Regions from separate parts of the Mustela erminea genome. Here region 2 is linked to region 1. Evidence: chromatin contacts called from public Hi-C data. All regions are on one chromosome and are shown on one strand. Each heading gives the region's core, a stretch centred on a gene start, on an enhancer-like site or on the middle of the called end of the contact. The rest is flanking DNA. Distances are from core to core; before and after follow the strand shown. Region 1 has its middle 440 kb from the start of AKR1E2. Region 2 has its middle 400 kb from the start of KLF6.

Region 1 (5,553 bases), core at 2,189-4,688:
GAATCATGGATCACTACATCAAAAGCTAATGATGTATTGTATGGTGACTAACATAACATAAAAAATAGATCTGTGATCTTCTGCAGAAATTTGCTTCCTTGTTTTGTGTTAGAGGTGGATTTTTGTGTTAGAGGTGGATGTTTGATGACTGCTCTCTTCACATGAGTTCAGAGCCAATAAATCCATCTGTGTGGCATGGTCCTCAATGGTGAGATGCTGCAGGGTGAACGTCTATGTTCCCCAAACCCTGTATGTTGAAGCTTCATCCCTAGTGGGTGGTATTTGGAGGGGGGTGCTCTGAGAAGTAATTAGGGTCAGATGAGGTCATGAGGGTGGGGCCCCCATGGTGAGATTAGTGCCCTTGGAGAGGAAGAGGAGACCTCAGAGCTCTCTGTGTCTCTGCCCTACGAGGACACAGAGGAGGCTGCCGTCTGCACACCAGCGAGAGTGCCCTCCCCGGGAGCTGAACCAGTGGCACCTTGGTCTTGGACTTCCAGCTTCCAGCTGTGAGAGACAAATGTCTGTCCTTTAGCCCCCTGGTCTGCAGTGTTCTGCTGTCACAGTCTGGGCTGAGACACGAGGCTTTTATAGAATTAGAGTGGGTGCTTGACAGAACCCGACACATTTCTTGGGAGACACAGAGGTCATGTCTGGCTGCTGGAGCACTTCTTGTGGTCTACTTGATAAAAATTAAGACTCTCCATCAGAACAAAGGCAGAACCAGGACGTTAGTGTTTACGACAAAATGCAAAGGTGACCAAGACCTTTTTTTTTTTTTTAAGTTAGTTAGGTTTTTTTGTTTTGTTTTGTTTTTGTAAAGTAACTTGATCTCATGAAATGTGAGTTGTGAAACTGGGTCCTGCAATTCCACTCTGGTAGATGAAAAGATGTTAGAAGCTGTGATGACTGGGAGCTTTGGTTAGTTTTCCCTTCCTCCCTTCTCTAGAAAAATACCTAGGGAAGGAGGAGCAGGTCTCTCTGCGAGGTCAGGGATTTTTGGTCCCTTTGTACATAGTGTTTCTGGATCACGTGAGCTCCGTCAGGCACCGTGATGGACTCTAGGGATGCAGCGGTGGGAAAAGTGCACGTCAGCCCCTTGTATTACATGAAGTCTGGGGCTTCGTGATTCATAGACGGAGCCACGTTAACCTGATAGAATGTTCCAGCCACAGAAGTGTGTTCTCACTCTTGGTGGCTCTGTGAGGGGAGGAGAGAAAACAAGGTGCCTGGAGGTTCTGAGTCATTGAGTTGGAATACAGTCAGTGTGTCCCCTGCTATTCCCGACCCATGTACAAAACAACATACCACGCTGATGGCTGTATTTTATATATAGCACGGAGATAAAATTGTGGAGCAAGGGCCCTATATTTTTCCCCTTGTAATCACAAGCTGAGCAACAGTAACTGGGAAAACATGCAAATTTCAAACCCTGGACACTGTGCTGATAGTAGGAAAGTACCTGCATATCTAAGTGCCTTGAAGAAATAGACAATTTAGTGGAAATTTGGAGGACAAGGGATATTGACTAAGTTAAGTATATAGGCAATTTGCACATCATACCTATTAAAGACCAGGGATAAATATCTCTAAAGTCTCTCTCTCTCTCTCTCTTTTTTTCTTATCCTATCTGCATCTAAATGGGAGCATTTGACTACAACTTCAACAACAGAATTTTTTAATAATCAGTAGTTCTTAAATAGTGGCCATTTTGGATAACATTGTCTCTTCAGGTTACTGAAATATTTTGAGTCTGGAAAGATGACTGAGGATGGCCCCCACAACAAGATGTTGTGCGCATTATCTAATACTTTCTCATTCTGGGCCAGGCCAAATGCATTGTCAAAAAGACAGTGATTTGTGCTTTCCACTCTCAGTGAAACTGGAGAAAACCACGGTCAGAGTTTGAATGTAAAAATCTTATGTGGTGTTTTTCTTCTTTTTTTCCAGCAAAGGACAGTGTCATAGTGGTTTAAATTCAGGGTGATATTTGAGATCTGGTTTTCTCTGTTGGCTGAGCTGGATCAGTGATCCTTTGCTTATTTAAAAGGGAACATCAGCTTTCCAATTTACTCTCTAAAATTGGTGGTTGTGGCTCCCTGCTGGAGTGGAAAGGCACCATCTGTCTGAAAAATGCTGGTGGTGAGGAGGGGATTGGTCCTGGGCGGTGGCAGCGCCTCGTGGAAGAGAAGCACCTTGTAAATTCACGAATGTGGGTTTCACCCAGCCAAGCCAGGTAGAGGACCCGTCAACACAAACTCGCACGCCCTGGCGAGGGAAGGTTAGAGCTTGTATGGACAGGAAAACCATCGTGGAAGAGCAATGTAAATGTTGGGCCAGAGAAAAAACAAAGAGGAAAGCAGCAACAGTGGAAGTAATAGGAAAACGGCAGGCCAGCCGAAAAGAATTTGTGTTTTGGACATTTGCTTGTTTTTTTTTTTTGGTTTTTTTTTTTTTTTTGGCTTTTGATCATTACCAGAGAACGTGAAATTCTTACCACGTTAGTAAAACGACACCATACTGAATGCTTGCTCTCTTGGCCTTTGATGGCAGGATTTCCTTTTCTGCTACTGAAACAAAGATTCCATTTCTCAGCTTCAAACACTCTACAAACCACTCACTGACTCACCCAGCAGCGGCCTGATGGACCCACGTAGCTGGAACGGGTGTTTGGTAACAAAAACGCACACACACACACAAACACCTGAATACACACACAGATACACACCCATATACGTATGCCTACCAACACACACAGATACACACAAATACACATGTGCACACACAAAAGCATACGTACACACACAAACGCATACACAGTATCACCCACACATGCACAAGTGAAACATGCACATGTACAACACACACATAACTGCGCACAAGCACGCACATTCCCACACATACCTACATGTGCTCACACACACACACATTTGGGAGACTCCCAACCTTCCAGAAAAGTGTCCCGGTCACTCTCACACCTCTCAGGCATCCCTCCTGTGACACGGCACTCTTGTCCAGTGGTCTGACATGCAAGGGGCCAGTGTACAAGCACCTTCCGGACTCAGTGTTGTCCATAAAGCATTTTTGCCTGTTCCACTCCGCTCTAAGCCCCGTGCTGATATGAACGTGGTCCTTACAATGCCCTGGAGCGATGCTGTCAGATCTCACCGGGATTATGAGATGAGCTTGGAGAGAGCAGGTGCGATCCTATAAAGACACAGATAGGGACGCTATTGGGTTCTTCAGCATCATCTCAAATTCCCTGTTGTAGCAACAGTCTTCTTCTGTTTCCCCTCCTGCCTCCCTGGAAGATGACTCAGTCTGCACACCAAGAAAGCCTGGCATGAGGACAACCCTGGGATCGGCTCGTGGGGAATGGCTCAGCGCTCCTCTCCAACTGGATTTGTTATGCTGAAGGCAAGTTAACAGATTCCTAAAAATACCCCCTGGCATGAGTCATCCTCTTCCAAGGGCCCTGGAGAATGTTTTCCACAGAAAGGGTAAGGCCCAGCGCGGGGACGCGCTTCTGGGGTGAGTCATGTGGGGGACTGTCGTCAGCGGTGTGCTATGTGGTATCTTCGTGTTCCCTGTGCTGAGCTCCGGCGGCTGGAAGGTCTCGCTGGAGTGCCAGCCTCTGCAGCAGTTTCAGCTGTGCCTCCCACGCCAGTTCCCGAAACCACAAGAGCCTGTGCCCACGGAGAGGTGTTCCAGGTGTGTGTGTCCCTCGAGATTTGCTTTCTCCGAAATGACGGAGAGCAGGAACACCCGAAGTCGGCAACATGCACTGCACCCGTGGGCTATGAGCAGGAAGCCTGTCTTCCTCAAATCCCTTTCCTGACTCTAGCAGTGACAGCTAAGTATGGGCTCACCTGGGGCGGGGGGGGGGGGGGATGTTCAGACCCTCCCCCACCCCCGCCCCGCCCCGCGCCAGCCCTGCCTCGATGGAGTGCAGAGGGTCCTGTGTTACGGATCCCGCAATGGGCTGATGCTTGTGGGGCGTCAGGGGCCTGCCATCCCCCGCAGCTCTTACAGCTTCTTACAGAATCTAGGATTTCAGACGTGTCCGAGTGGAGCTCGGGGGAGGAGAACTTTTCTAGCATGTCTGAAATTTTATAACTTCAAAGAAGGTAAAGATCACTGTCCTCGTAAGAACAACACAGTGAGGGGCGCCTGGGTGGCTCAGTGCGTTAAGCCTCTGCCTTCGGCTCAGGTCATGATCCGGGGGTCCTGGGATCGAGTCCCACATCGGGCTCTCTGCTCAGCCTCATCGGGCTCTCTGCTTCCTCCTCTCTCTCTGCCTGCCCCTCTGTCTACTTGTGATCTCTGTCTGTCAAATAAATAAGTAAAAAATAAATCTTTTTAAAAAAATAACACAGTGAGGGACACCTGCGTGGCTTAGTCATTAAGCTTCTGACTTTGGCTCAGGTCATGATTCCAGGGTCCTGAGATTGAGTCCCTCATCAGGCTCTCTGCTCAGCAGGAAGCCTGCTTCTCCCTCTCCCACTCCCCCTGCTTGTGCTCTCTCTCTTGCTGTATCTCTCTCTGTGAAATAAATAAATAAAATCTTAAAAAAAAAAAAAAGAGAGAAAACAAGTAAATGCTCATTCTGGTGATCAGCTTGCACAAGAAATCATGAACTCTTTCTTCAAACAGGTCCCATGAAGAGCGACATGAGCTGGCTGAGTCCTCAGTGGAAGGGTTTGGCCTCTCTCTTTTCTCAGAAAACAAGTCTCTAGAATCCTGGTTTTCTGATTTCAAATAGTTAACATTCCATTTCCAAAGGAGAGTTGACCAACTATGTCATGCCTGATAAAATCAAATTTCAGTCAGACTTGGGAGTCATGTGTAGGATTTAGAAATCAGGCTAACATGTCTGAGGTTAACGAGGGTTTGGAAGGTCATCGAGAGACTCCTTGAGAATCTACAGCTGTGGAACATTCAGATTAAAAACATGTCCTATCCTGAGGTGTAGGGGTCAAAGTAATTTTTAAAAAGGAACCAAAGGATTTTTTTATTGAACTAGAATTCACATAACATAAAAATCACCATTTTAATCTCTTAAAAATGTGTAATAATGTCCCATTTAGTGATTCACAATGTTATTTAGCCACCACCTTCACCTCGTGTCAGACAATCTTTGCCTCCCAAAGGAAACTCCAAACCAGAGGGCCGCTCCTCATTTCCCCTTGTCCCCAGCCCCTGGCACCCCCTGGTTTTTTTTTTTTTTTTTTTGTCTCCATGGATTTGCCTATTCTGCACATTTCGTACGAGTGGGATGAAAATGTGCTTTTTGTGTCTTGGCCTCGTTCATTCAGCTTGATGTTTTTGAGCTCGTCCGTACTTCAGCAAGAATCAGGTCTTTATTCCTTTTCATGCCTGAATAATTGTCCTTTGTACGATGGCACCACATCTTGTTTATCCATCCATCAGTGGACATTTGGGCTGCTTCTATGTTTCGGCTGTTATGAACGATGCTGCTGTCCGTGTTCGTGCGTGCGGTTTTGCCGGAACACCCGTTTTCAGTTCCGTTCAGTAAGTACGCTTAGCCAGCCTGTT
Region 2 (5,553 bases), core at 1,946-4,445, 80 kb after region 1:
CTCTATGGAAATGCTTACCACCACATCTGCAACTGAGATTAACAGATGGAAGCGGGGACACTGGCCCCTCATCTCCCATAAACACAGGCAGAATGTGCAGAGAGCATGATTAAGACAGCAGCCCACCAGGACGAGAGGATGGGAGATCGCAGGAGTGGAAGGAACAAGACCCAGTTGTCACTGAGAAGAAAAATGAAAGCCAAAACCATGGGGACAGAAAACAGGGCAGGGGCTGCCTGCTTTTGGGGGGGGGGGTTGGAGGGATATACAGGTAGAACACAAAGGGTCTTTAGGATGGTGAAAACACTCTGTAGGATGTTGCATTGGTGAAACACTCCTCCAAATCTATGGAACTAGACAACATAGAGTGGATCCTAATGTAAACTGTGGACTTCAGTTAATAACAATGTATCATCAATCATGCTGGCTCTTCTGGCACAAAAATAGAAACCTAGATCAATGGAACGGAATAGAGAGCCCAGAAATAAACCCATGCTTATAGGGTCAAATTAATCTGCGACAAAGGAGGCAGTATATACAGTGGGGGAAAAGACTGTCCCTTCAGTAAACGGTGCTGGGAGCCTGGACCACCACCTGCAGAAGAACGAGACTGGACCACTTTCTCACACTATACACAAACATAAACTCAAAACGGATTTAAGGCTTAAATGTAAGACCTGGAACTATAAAACCCTCGAAAGAAAACAGGCAGTAACCCTTAGACATCAGCCCTAGCAGTATTTTTTCTAGATATGTCTCCTGAGGTAAGGGAACAAAGGCAGAAACAAACAAGTGGGACCACATCAAACTGAAAAGCAAAAACTGAAAAAGTACAAAAAAAACTGTACCTAGTGAAGGACAGCAACAGAAAGAACGGGACAAGATATTTGCAAGTAATAGGTCCCATAAGGGAGTAATATCCACAATATATAAAGAAGTCATACAACTCATTTTCAAAAAGACAAACCATCAATTTAAAAGTGGGCTGAAGACCTGAATAGTTTGCATGGAACACATGGTGTTATAGGCAAACAATGAATCATGGAACATTGTATCAAAATCTAATGATGTACTCTAGGGTGGCTAACATAACATATAAAATTAAAAAAAAAAAAAGAGGAAGACTTGAATAGACATTTCTCCAAAGAAGACATCCAAATGGCCTTTATCATCAGGGAAATGCAAATCATAATAACAGGGAGACATCACCTCACCCCTGTCAGAATGGCTGGAAACAAACAGACAAGAAATAACCAGCGTTGGCAAGGACATAGAGAAAAAGGAACCCTCATGCACTGTTGGTGAGAATGCAAACTGGTGCAGCCACAGTGGGAAACAGTATGGAGGTTCCTCAAAAAATTAAAAATGGAAATACCCTGCAACCCAGCAATTCAACTTCTGGGTTCTTACCTGAAGAAAACAAAAACACTAATTCAAAAAGTATGTGGCCCCCTGTGTTTTTGGCACCATTATTCACAAAGCCAGGATAGGAAAGCAACCCAAGCGTCCATGGACAGATGAATGGATGAAGATGTGGTATGTATACACAGTGAGGTAGTACTCGGCCATAAAAAAGATTGAAATCTTGGCAATTGTGATAATACGGATGCATCAGGAAGGTATCATGCTAAGTGAAATCAGTCATACAGAAAAGACAATTGCTTCATGATTTCACTTCCATATGGATTCTAAAAAACAAAACAAATGGAAAAAAAAAAAAAACCAGATACAGACTCATAAATACAGAGAATAGACTTCTTGTTGCCAGAGAAGGACTGGGCAAAAGAGATGAGAGGGTTAACATGTACAGACTTCCTCTAGAAAATAGACAAGTCACGGGAGTGAATGCAACATAGGGGATAGAACTGTGATAGAGTCATTGTGATGATGTCATAGGGTGTCTGATGGTGACTACGCTTGTCTGGGTGAGCGCTTTGTAAGATACAGAATTATTGAATCCCTGCTGTACACTTGAAATTAATATAGTATTGATGTGACTACTGCACTAGGTAACTGCTCATATTCCATTAAATAATACTGATAATATTGGCTCATCAGTTCTGACCAGTTTACTATGTTAATGCAAGATGTTACTGACAGAGGAATTGGGGCAGGGAGAAGGGTCAGAGGGGCACACCCCGCTCTTCTCCACGGTTTCTCTGCAAATCTAAGATAGCTTTAAAACATGACTAATCATTAAGAAAAAAAGAAGATGGACCATTTATGCGTTATAAATACCACCAATGTTCTAAATGTTCTAAATCTCCACCTGACTCGCGCGTGTGGGTCCTCAGCCTCACTCTGCCCTGGCACTCACATTCACACTGTCCCAGACACGGATGCGGTGTGTACAGAGTCGCAGGCATGACTCGGCGAATGTTCCATCACTTACAATATTTAAATTCACAACCATAACATAAACATTATTAGACCCCTGTGCCTCTAAGCAGTGACCACAAGTTCAGCTGGAAAAAAAATAAATAAATAAGGTCTTCCTCTGTAGAGTTGCTCAAACAGAGGAAAGTTTGGTGACTTAACCATCACCTCTTTCCAAGAATGTGGATAAGCTGGCGATGAAATAATTTCTAAGCTCCAGAACATCCTTTGTTGCGGAATCAAGCTCAGGTCCCAGAGCCAAGCAGAGCTCCCCGATTAGAGAGTGTACATGTCCCGCTCGGCTCCTGACCGCACAGAGGCCGGCCCCGTGCCGTCCTGCAGGTAAAAACATGGGGACTGTTTTCTGCAGCTCCTAGCAGAGGAGAGGGTGAGCGTGGGCAGCCCCTCCTGACGGTGCTGATGGAGTCAGCCACTCCAGAGCCACAGCCACGGCTCCCGCAGCAGACAATTCTCCCGTGTAATCCCCACCCTGGTCCCAAGGTGGGCAAGATGAAACAGAAACCTGACCAGCAGCCCAAAAGTCACATGCAGAGGACGCCCATCCCCGGCCCTGGGGTGTTATATTGCCTCCACGGGGGTGTCTCTGGCATCTCCGGTGGACTCAGCACTGGGAATTTCTAGACCCCAGAGGTGGGTGAGTGGGTCAGAGGTGACCCGCCCCTCCACTGAACTGGGGCCACAGGTCCCTGTTTCCTGTGTGGATGGAGTCCATGTTGGAAGGGTCTGGACTGCAAGATGTGGGCCTGAGTCATGGAGAAGGCAGGGCGCCAGGAGATCCTCCTGCCTCCCTAGGATATGAGGGACTTGGCCGAGTACAGAACGCAGTTGCTCAATGCTGATACTTCAGGGCCTGATGCATGACACAGGGAGCAGTCCTGGGCACCCAAGTTTCTCTCTGCATTCCCCTCTGCCCCTCCTGCTTGTGCTCCATCTGGATAAAATAAATTAATAAACCTTTCATTTTAAAAAATGCCTCCAGACATTGCCAAATGTACCCCGGACCAGCACAACCACCCCCTTGAGAAAAACTAGTGCAGGATTGGCCTCTACTGATAAAGAGGGATTTGTTTTGGGCATAAAAATGTTTTCCATGTTCTGTTTCTACGTTTTAATTAGTTGCTACCACACAGAGCCCAAAGAAATCATCAACTGGATACTTAATTTTGTGACTGCTCCCTCCATTTGCAAAGTAAACTAGGGCTGAGAGCTGAGTATTCATCCATTCAGTACCCAGCAGATGAAGTTGAGCTTTTGCAAACCTGAAAAGTCTTCCCAAGTTCCTAAACCCTACAACGGAGGAGCCATTTCTAATATACTTTACATCTGTGTGGGGAAAATTGCATCAGAATAGTTCAAATAAAAAGGCCAAACTGCATGATTCATTTTGGAAGAGTAGTTCAAAAAGTGAGCCCTATTTTAAAAATTCACATTTTTATTTTTATCCAGGGCTCTGATCGTTCCACTAGAGATAAATGATTCCTTCTCAGAGGGGAAATAAGAAGCAGTTTAATCTTGGCCTTCTATTGCTTGAAACTATTCCACCTCTGTGAACTCATTTCATATTTTAAGCTCCCAAAAAAGGACAGAAGAATTTAGCGAACTCCCATGTGACCACATATTGTTAATAGAACAACTTGTCATTTGAAAAATTTCTACCTTACTGAGAAGACACTCGGTATTATCTACCATAGGATAAATTTCAGTTGCAGTGTCTTCCCTATTTTGGTCTGGCCCAAAAGCACAAATATTCATCTGTTCATTTACTTACTGTATTTTTATTGAGACCACATTTTTTTTTCTTTTAGGTATTAAGCACTTGGGAATGATTCTTTGAACAAAATATAATGTGGGTCCACATACAGCTGATAGTCCCATGGAAGAACCGTTAGTTTCCTGGAAACTGAGGCCTCATGCTGCAAGGCTGTGATGGGAAGTCAAGGTACTTCTACATGACAGGCACAGAATGTAGGTTGAGAGCCTGGCAAAGCTCCAGGGGAAGTGGCATCCGAGACGAGGTGTGGTGGGAGACGCTGGTAGGATTACCTGGGGAGAAGGGTTCTGAGCACAGGCGTATGCAACCTCCCAGACATGCCATCATGAAAGTTTTCCCATCACAAGATCTCATGTCCAACCCTCAGAGCTGAGAATTCGGACTGGCAGCCCAGATGGGAGATACAGAAAAGAACAGAAAAGTGAGAGATATTTCATTTGACAATGGTGGAAGATCTCTCCCCTCTCCTGACCCACGTGAAAGCTGGGTCTCCCAGACAGGTACACACTTAACAGCCCTTCGGATTTGACTGAAAGTCCTTCTACCTAGAAACCTTGCAAGGCCACTCCGGCTTCTACTGATCCCTCCTCCAAACTGCTCTGACTTTCTAGAAGGTTCTGACTTGCTTTCCATTTAGGATTCTAGAACCCTGTCAATTTATTTATTTAAATAGATGCTTAGTCATATACTTCATTACTTTTGTGTTTCCTGTGCACATGATCTTGAGTTTCTCAACAAAAATACCAAATGTTTGCATCATGTTTTGTTCTGTACTTTCCAGTGAGCTATACCCAGTTCTACACATAAGTCATGTTTAGCTCTGCAAAGAGGTGACTTCAGCAAATGTAAAAGAAAAAGCAAAGAAACACGTATGGGTAGTGAGAAGGACAACGTACAAAACATGCCTTCCAAATGCAATGATTCATACTAGTTAAAGGTTTCTTTCTCACTTGAGGGACAGTCGGGCTGGGTAGACAGGCTCTGTGCTGAGGACTCACCTCCAAGAGCAGGCCGGTCTGGTATTTTACCATGCTCACATCTTCCCAAGGTGCTCCAATCTCTGCAGCTTATATCCACCCAGAAGAAAAGAGAGGTCCTTTTAGGTACAAGTTGAACATGTTCTTATATGTCTATATTTTGGTGGTGCATGTTCTCTTGAGAAGAACTTAGTCACTGGGCACCAGGACGTCCAGGAATTAGAGTCCAGCTGGGTGTTATGATCAGGAAGAATGAGAAATCCACACGAGGAGAGAGGGAAACTCTTTTCTACTAAGCAATCTTTTGAACACTGAAGCCGAGTTGTTTGCTTCCAGCAACCCATTAGGAATCCTTTATTTTGCATCTCTACCATAGGTGGAAGGATGGGCAATGTTTTAAGCAGAATG

What was found. A called contact is a pair of places that touch in the nucleus more often than the background predicts.
Region 2: a contact with region 1 is called in a Hi-C map of fibroblasts, with 2.9 times the contacts expected there. The contact joins two enhancer-like sites. A contact is called at or near these places in 2 of 3 Hi-C or Micro-C datasets (fibroblasts and spleen).

The regions. Positions count from the first base shown.
Region 1 is chr6:141,396,358-141,401,910 of mMusErm1.Pri, forward strand. No RefSeq gene overlaps it. Among named protein-coding and RNA genes, the nearest start is that of AKR1E2, 440 kb to the left of the region's middle. Within about 2 kb of position 3,439, the one cell type or tissue checked has open chromatin away from gene starts, as enhancers often do. A contact at or near this core is called in fibroblasts, where this site is marked.
Region 2 is chr6:141,476,581-141,482,133 of mMusErm1.Pri, forward strand. No RefSeq gene overlaps it. Among named protein-coding and RNA genes, the nearest start is that of KLF6, 400 kb to the right of the region's middle. Within about 2 kb of position 3,196, the one cell type or tissue checked has open chromatin away from gene starts, as enhancers often do. A contact at or near this core is called in fibroblasts, where this site is marked.